2 separate regions of the Mus musculus genome follow, and region 1 is linked to region 2. Evidence: chromatin contacts called from public Hi-C data. All regions are on one chromosome and are shown on one strand. The core of a region is the stretch at or near the end of the contact, and the rest is flanking DNA. Distances in the headings are between cores, read along the strand shown.

Region 1 (3,859 bases), core at 138-2,637, 320 kb before region 2:
CTCAGAAAAGCCAGTTCTACTGCTCTCCCAGACAGTCCTGGCCTGTGATGTCACATGCTGCAAATCTGGAATGTTATTATATTACATTATGTTAAATATGACTTTAACATTCATTTACTAACTAGCAAACACAGTCCTTAAACTGACTCTCCAAGACAAAGTCACTCTAGGGTATGGACTTCCTGTCCAAATCTTTCATATAGAGATCCTGTCCATATAACACACAATTTGGTTAAAATGTACTAATGATCATGGACTCATGTGACTTACATATTAAGACTGAAAGCCATGGCTAGAGAAGGACTGCTCTATTTGTGCCCTGCCCATTTGGAACAGGTAGAGTCTATTATGCCCAAGAAACAGCTCCCAGATCCAGTGCATATCTTTAGTATATTTAGGGGTTTTGGTTTGCTTTTGATTTTGTACTCATAAGACTTTTTTTTCTCTAATTATTACTTTTACTTTTCACACCCAAAACTTGTTGCTGGTGTCTGACCTAGTGTGAGTTAAGAAAACTATGATATTTTTCTTATTTTTCTTACTGACATGAGGGAGGAAGAAGAAGAGGAGGAAGAGGAGGAGGAAGATAAGGAAGAGGAGAAGCAAAACAAACAAAACCAAAACCAAGTTCAATTGTGTTGCCAGTATACTCACTGGAGCATGATAAAACTCCCAATGGTCAGCCCCTTAAAGAAAACTGTGTCCTTCCCTACCCAGATCCCAGCCAGAAGCCATCAATGTGGAGAGCTCTGCTTTAGCATCGTTATCACATTTTTTTTAAAGAGTTCTCTTTGATGTCCCTCTTTCACAACTGTGGGTCTGCAGTCACCAATGTCACTGCAAAAGTAGCTTCCTAGTTTTTCAGTCTTGATTCTGGCACTTCATCAGCAACTACAGCCTAAAGTTATTTTTCAAGAGAACTATGTGGGTGGCACGGCTGACTAACAGTGAAAGTCCTCTTAGTCCCTTCTCTGGAGTATTCACCCTCTGACTGCTATGGGTGTGTTTTTCCTCCGACAACACAGACCTCCCCTTGGATGACAGCTGAGGAGCGATCTGACTTCACTTCTCACACCAATTGACTCACTAATGACTGTGACTGCAGCTGATGATGGCCCGGAGGTCAGGCTGACCTGTGCTTTGGTCTGTAAATCTCTTATGATAATGCTATCTTCCAGAACTACATGCAGGGTGGCAGAAAGGTGTCTGGAAGAACATCAGATGCAGTCTGAGTTCTCCAGGAGGCTGGTTGTTTTCTAACACCCGCTCTGAACTATGGGAGTGGGAACACTGTATATTTTAAATGCGTCTGTTGTACAACTGCTGAGTTCAGAGTACTCTTCGCAAGGGCTGGGTAATCACGCAGATGGTGTGCTTCGCGACCAAAACCACTCGCTGTAGATGCCACATTCTGAGAGAACATGTAAACACTTGGCATAGTTGGGGGAGTTTCAGAGGTGTTAGATTCATTTAGAAAGTTACAGCTTTCTCGGTGACAGCTTCTCATTCGAGGCTAGCAGGATTAATTCTTGCTTCCTTATTTTTATTCTTGACATTCCAGAAATTGCCACACAACTTCCTGATCTAACTTGAGTTGAGAGTTGTGTTTTTCCTGTTCTCCCCTAGCTTAAGAGGGGTGGGGGCGGGGGCTGCTATACCAACAAGGAGTGCAGAAGCAGAAGGACTGAGTGACCAGGGGTAGCTTGCATTACCTCATGTGTGCAGCGGAGTTGCCAGGTCTGTGTTTGTGTGCCTTCCCCACAGTTTTGTTAATGCCAGCAGCGGCTCTCAGCATTTATAGTCTCATCCCAAACTTACTATAGAAGTAATAAGAACTAAACATATTTCCTTTAAATTTTCACTTATTTGTTAAATAGATTAATTAAGGACTTGCTCAGTATAAAATATAATCATTCTCTAGGTCATTATGCAGAATTTAAGCCTCCTAGCAGGAGCTAAGTAATAAAGGTGTGAAAGGGGTCTGGCCAAAAATGTCTAGAAGAGACAATTACAAAGACAAGACATGGCAAGGTGTCTGGAATAACTGATGGACGGCCCAGAAAAGATGTGGCCAGAGAGGAGCCAGTTGAACAGAGCAACATGGAGCTTGATAGCGAGGAGAGATTAAAATGACACAGTCACCCTCCTGCATAAGCCCACATTCTAGACAGTATAATGCACCATCACATAGGAAAATAACCAAAAAGAGACCGAAGCAGTACTGTCATGGGAATATAGAGGACTGTGGGAACAGTTTTATGAGTATGTAACTGCAGGTTTTATGGAAAAAACAGCATTTACATTGGGTTTTTACAGAATGCCTAAAAGTGTAGCAACCTAGGGGAAATGGGAACGAAAGAGATAAGCCAAAGATCCCCCATCTTCATTCCTTCTAAGTTTATAACATACAGAACAACCACTGGCCCACATAGATCTGAATGAATGAATGAATGAATGAATGAATGAATGAATGAAGAGGTCATTTGGTTAGCACCATAGAATTAAGCGTCTAGAGTATGCCTTACACCTGAAGCACAATTCTCCAGATTATATTGTGAGGAAAAAGCACAGTTAGGGTTTGTAATCAAACGGAAACAGGGACATTAGAAGGCAAAATCTCAGGGAGTGACCCTACAAAGTCAAAACAGACAGAGTGGAAACAGTGGAGGACATCGGAGCCTGACACTGAGGAAAGTTCGTGCGGGCTTCATCACGGCCCTCTGGCTCACTTCTGTAATGATTCTCCCCACTTTTCTATGGAAAATCTAGGAAGAACGTGAAATAAGAGCATCAAAGAGCTGACACAACAATATCAGCCCTACTTGTGCCTTCTTTAATGTATTTGTTTTAATATGTAAAACAAAGCAAAACAAAACAAAACAAAAAAACTGGGCTTTGTTCTCCCCCGCACCCCCTTGGTGTATATATAGAAAAAAATACTAAGAAAAATAATGTCGTTAGAACTAATTCTCACCTGATTTGGTATAATTTTCTAAAATATCAAGAAGTCAAGGAAACTTCCAGAAGCAAATAATGTGTGATGGTTGTTTTCTGTTAGCGCACTAGCAGCTGCCTAAAGAGTAAAGCCACTAGTTAAATCTTTTAACATGGGTGTTGGAGGCGGACAACACAGTGCCTGGGTCCCTGCTACGCTCACTCTTCACCATGGCTGTCTCTTCTTCGTGCTCGTAGTGTGCAAAAGCATGACGCGTATGTGACTCTCCATTTGGCCAGAGAAATAAACTGTTTCCAGAGTTTACTGCACTCTGTGGGCGTACCCTACTCTTCACTGATTGAAGAGAACCTGCATTCCCCATCCTTTAGGAGACACTCTCACTTCACCTTCTCCACAAACCTTTTCCTCAGTCCCTAAGTGCTTCACAAGTCTCTGTGCCCGATTGTGTATCCTTGGGGGATGCCTCATAGACATGAACAAGAAGTACTACACAGGCCACGTGCAGCCACAGTTTTGGCTTTTCTCGTGCTCTGTAGCAGGCAGCCCATGGACCAGATACACCAAATCCACTTCCCATCATTTCGATTGCATTGGCACATAGATGTGATGATTTGTTTACATGCTGTTTCTGGATACTTTCTGTCTAGCTCAGGCAGAGACCATGGCGCATGCAAAGCCTAAACTATGTTACCACCTGATCCTCTGTGGAGAAAACTGTCACCTCTGGATCCATGTGTGTTTCAGTTTCCTGATGATGATGCCCTTGCATTTGTTTCACATGGACAAGACAGTCAGGAAGTCACAGGACTCACAAGGGTAAGGAACGCTGGCAGAGAAAGTGACATTAAGGTGGTGGTGTTTCTGAGCTACTTATTGAATGAATCCAAAAATAACTAAGGAGTT
Region 2 (3,708 bases), core at 133-2,632:
GTTCCATTACCATGTTAGTCTAGTGTATGGATCCACGTGCTCTCTTTCAGTATTTTCCTATTATAAGTGCTTTTTAAAATTGAATTCTGACATGGCTAAAGCCTTCCGCCAGTGTTCCAACAGTCCTAGAATGTCCTTGACCAAGATCAAGGGCTTGGAATTCAGTAAGATTGTAAAAGCTAAGTCACTCCCTTACACAGGAATTTACCCTCACTAAGGAAGAAGGAAGTTTCAGACCAAAGGAGAAATCAGAATAGATACTTAGAACTATAGCAGAGTTACACCCATACACATGTATTTACAATGGCCTAAGGGGAAGGTGGACTATACAAGAGACTAAAATAGGAACTATGGCAAGGGCGCGAAGCCCTTGACCCTGGCTTCTAAGATTAGTGAATCTTAGGTGGAGCCCTTGTTGATCCCAGCTGTTATCAATGTATTCTATCCCAGGTGGTTCCCATTAGACCTTTTGTGTTTGCATTCCTCTGTTTTATGTAACATTCCCGTTACCTCAATTGTACCTTGCAAATATGAATATGTCACCCAACTTCCTTATTGTCCTCTGCATAAAAAGTCTGAAGCTCAATTCGAAAATTACACTCAGATTCCACACAACCTCTCCTGTGTGTGTCTGTTTGTCATTCATCCACACTTTGCCCACCTGCGTCGAGAGACCCATTCCACGCAGACACAGGGACCCAGAGGGTCTACAGCATTCAGCTGGTTTTTATTTCTTTCTTGGTCTCAAGACTGAACCTCAGCATCTCTCACATACTGAGCTGAAGCTCCACCACTGAGCTACGTCCCCAGCCGTCAGCTGTCCAATACCTACAGTGTGTTCTGGGTGGACCTGGGCAAATTCACCTCACCTAGAACCATCATCATGGTCCTGTGGGTCGTGTCCCGGCTACATACATGAACCAGATAATATTTACCACCCACTATTCATTTCTCTGTCCCCTGGCAAAAGGGATTTGGGTCAGTGAGAAAAATCTTAGTAAGAAAAAAGGCCCCAAACAGAATTCGCAAGGGGGTGGTTCTGTCTTTAGTGGTGTAGTCACTAATAAATCGACCTTGTTTACTAAAATAACCCCTCACTCATGCTCAAGAAGGTAACTTTTATTAAAATCAGTGTTGCACACACAAAAGGAAGACATGACAGTAGGAAAGGACTTGGTAAGAAGGAGGGTGTTAATGGGAGAGAGTAGGGGATGAGAGAGAGAAATGTTGCTTATATAAATAAAAACTGTCCAATTTTTAAAAAGTGTTTTTAAAGGAACGAGCATGCATTTTGAGCATGTATCACATGTGCCTCTAAGACCCTGTGTTTCTCTGACTCTGAAAAGCATCAGTGGAGAACACTGCACCATGATGCTACAGATGACAGAGTGCTGGCCGCAAGCACTGAGCAGCAGCTGATGTCACAGGGCTTCTTACCCATAGTTCGGTTCATGACAGCATCGAATCACCTGCTTTCTCGGCAACCATTCATTACTAGAATTCAAGAAAAGGGGAAACCCCAGGGCTACCCAGAATGAAGGGGCAGAGAGAAACTGCTTGCAGGATGAGCTTCAGATTGTTCAGAGAAAAGGGGGTTGTTCAACTGTTCTGAGTCACTGTTAGCCAAATGGAACAGAAAAAAAAATGACGCAATAGAACATGGTTGATCCTAGAAATGGGTCCATTGCTAGGAGGGCAAGGGGGAAGCCCTGGGCCAGGAAACAGAAGAGTAGAAGCACTTTTGTCTACGATGATCTTCTGGCTACTCAAATATCACCAGCATTCTCATGGGGCTGGAGGCAGGATGGCAGGTTTCCTTCTGCCTTTAAGTTTCAAGAGGTTCAATCTAGACTTAGAGTCATCCCTCTGGTCCAGTGTGCCCGGACCTACATTGGAAAAGCAGGCAGAGAGAGGACACACAGGACAAGTTCCTTCCCAATGAAGAAATGTTTAACTTCCTGGCTTCCCCAGGGCAAAGGCAGCATTTCTAGTTCCCTCTCTCCTCTGTTCGCCTTTGTGCTTGCTTCACTGTTCAAAGATGTTTCTACATCTGGTTGTGGCCAAATTGTTGGGTAAATCATCTCTTTAGGTCAGAAGTTTTTTAGGTCAACCTGTGGGTCTCAACCCTTTTTGGGGGTTACATAACAGATATCCTGTATAACAGATATTTACATTATGATTCATAACAGTAGCAATATTATGGCTATGAAGTAGCAGTGGAAAAATTTTATGATTGGGAGTCAGTATAGCATGAGGAACTGTGTTAAATGGTTGTAGCATTGGGAAGGTTAAAAACACCTGAAGTTTAGGCGTTGTTTAGTGTTTGAGTCCAGCGGAGAATACTTTTGAACCCTGCTACAGGAAACAAGAGCCTTTCTCTGAGGATGCTGACAGCTTGGCAGACAGGCAGACCTGCTTGAAACTGGCTCTTCCAGGCCCTCACTTGAACAACTCTTAACCCTAATGTTCTGCCTGAGGTGGAAAATACAATAATAAAGACATGCTTACAGATTTTAATTAGCAAGATTGAATGACATGACAAATGAGAATGAAGTTCTTATTTTAGATAGATATTTCATTTCCAATGACAAGCAAAACCCCCTATGTCTTCTTGACCCTGCCCCCACCACCAAAGAAGAACCAAAAGCAAACCAAGGTTTTAGTAGTCTAGATGAAAGCAACTCACAGTGTGAAATTCTTGAGTTCTCATTTTTATATTTTTCCATACTAGGAAAATAATTTGTAATGAGGGAAAGAGGAAGAGGTGGATGGAAACACACATTGATCTGAACACTGCTCGACTGGATTCCTAACCACCTGGAACATTTCAGTTTTGTTAGAAGGAGGTTGTTCTATAGCACAGTCCAGCCTCAAGGTCACTGTGTAGCCTGAATTGACCTTGGACCACTGATGATCCTCTTGCCTTGGCCCCTAAGTTCAGAAATAACAGACATGAGCCACCATGTCCAATTTCCTATAACATTCAGCAATGACCTCAGAGACACCACATCTTCTCCTCTTGGCATGTCACCTAGATAAGTCCAACAGAGAAAGGCACAGACATTTTCAACTTATTTGTGTGGGGACATTTGTGCCTGCCTTCAGGGTAAGGATGCTCTTCCAGATCCAGGGGCCAACTTTACCTATAAAACAGAGGCTTACAGACCCCTGGAGTTCTCTTCTCTGTTGAGCTGGGACATGGGTTAATGGCAATGGCACCTGCCTGATTTGATTTCCCCAGATCCGACTCCCAGTCTACGAACAATTTAGTAGTTTGTTTCATGGTGCGAAGTGGAAACTTCTCTGCGTGGCAGGTCATGGCCCATGAAGGTCTATGTTTGTCCGGGAAACACTTGCTGAACAAGCACCTGGGGTTTGCACCTGTCTTTCTGAGGCCCAATGTCATCATGCCTAGGTGCTCAGACTGGGTTCTGTTTCCTCTAACCACCCTAAGCTGTTTCCTGGCTGGTGTCAGGCACTCGTTGGAGAGGGATGGGGTACAACATTCAAATCAAATAATGTGTCAGAGCAATGTGAGTGGCTGAATTTATGTTAATAATTTAAAATGTTTTTCTCTTAACTTAGAGCAGCATGAAATACCAAATTAAAAAATGGAACTAAACTTTAAAAAGTTATCTTTAATGATGATTCTTAAATGTTTTAACCTCCCTTTTAGCCCATCACCCACCAGAGGTAGTGGAAAAGAAA

The links. A called contact is a pair of places that touch in the nucleus more often than the background predicts.
Region 1: a contact with region 2 is called in a Hi-C map of Th1 cells, with 2.9 times the contacts expected there. The contact joins two enhancer-like sites. A contact is called at or near these places in 1 of 484 Hi-C or Micro-C datasets (Th1 cells) and 2 of 115 datasets of contacts at active chromatin or transcription factors (CD8 T cells and kidney).

What each region holds. Positions count from the first base shown.
Region 1 is chr3:133,755,734-133,759,592 of GRCm38.p6, reverse strand. No RefSeq gene overlaps it. Among named protein-coding and RNA genes, the nearest start is that of Gm6135, 34 kb to the left of the region's middle. Within about 2 kb of position 1,387, at least 62 of the 459 cell types and tissues checked have an H3K27ac peak or open chromatin away from gene starts, as enhancers often do. A contact at or near this core is called in Th1 cells, where this site is marked.
Region 2 is chr3:133,434,970-133,438,677 of GRCm38.p6, reverse strand. No RefSeq gene overlaps it. Among named protein-coding and RNA genes, the nearest start is that of Tet2, 110 kb to the left of the region's middle. Within about 2 kb of position 1,382, at least 34 of the 459 cell types and tissues checked have an H3K27ac peak or open chromatin away from gene starts, as enhancers often do. A contact at or near this core is called in Th1 cells, where this site is marked.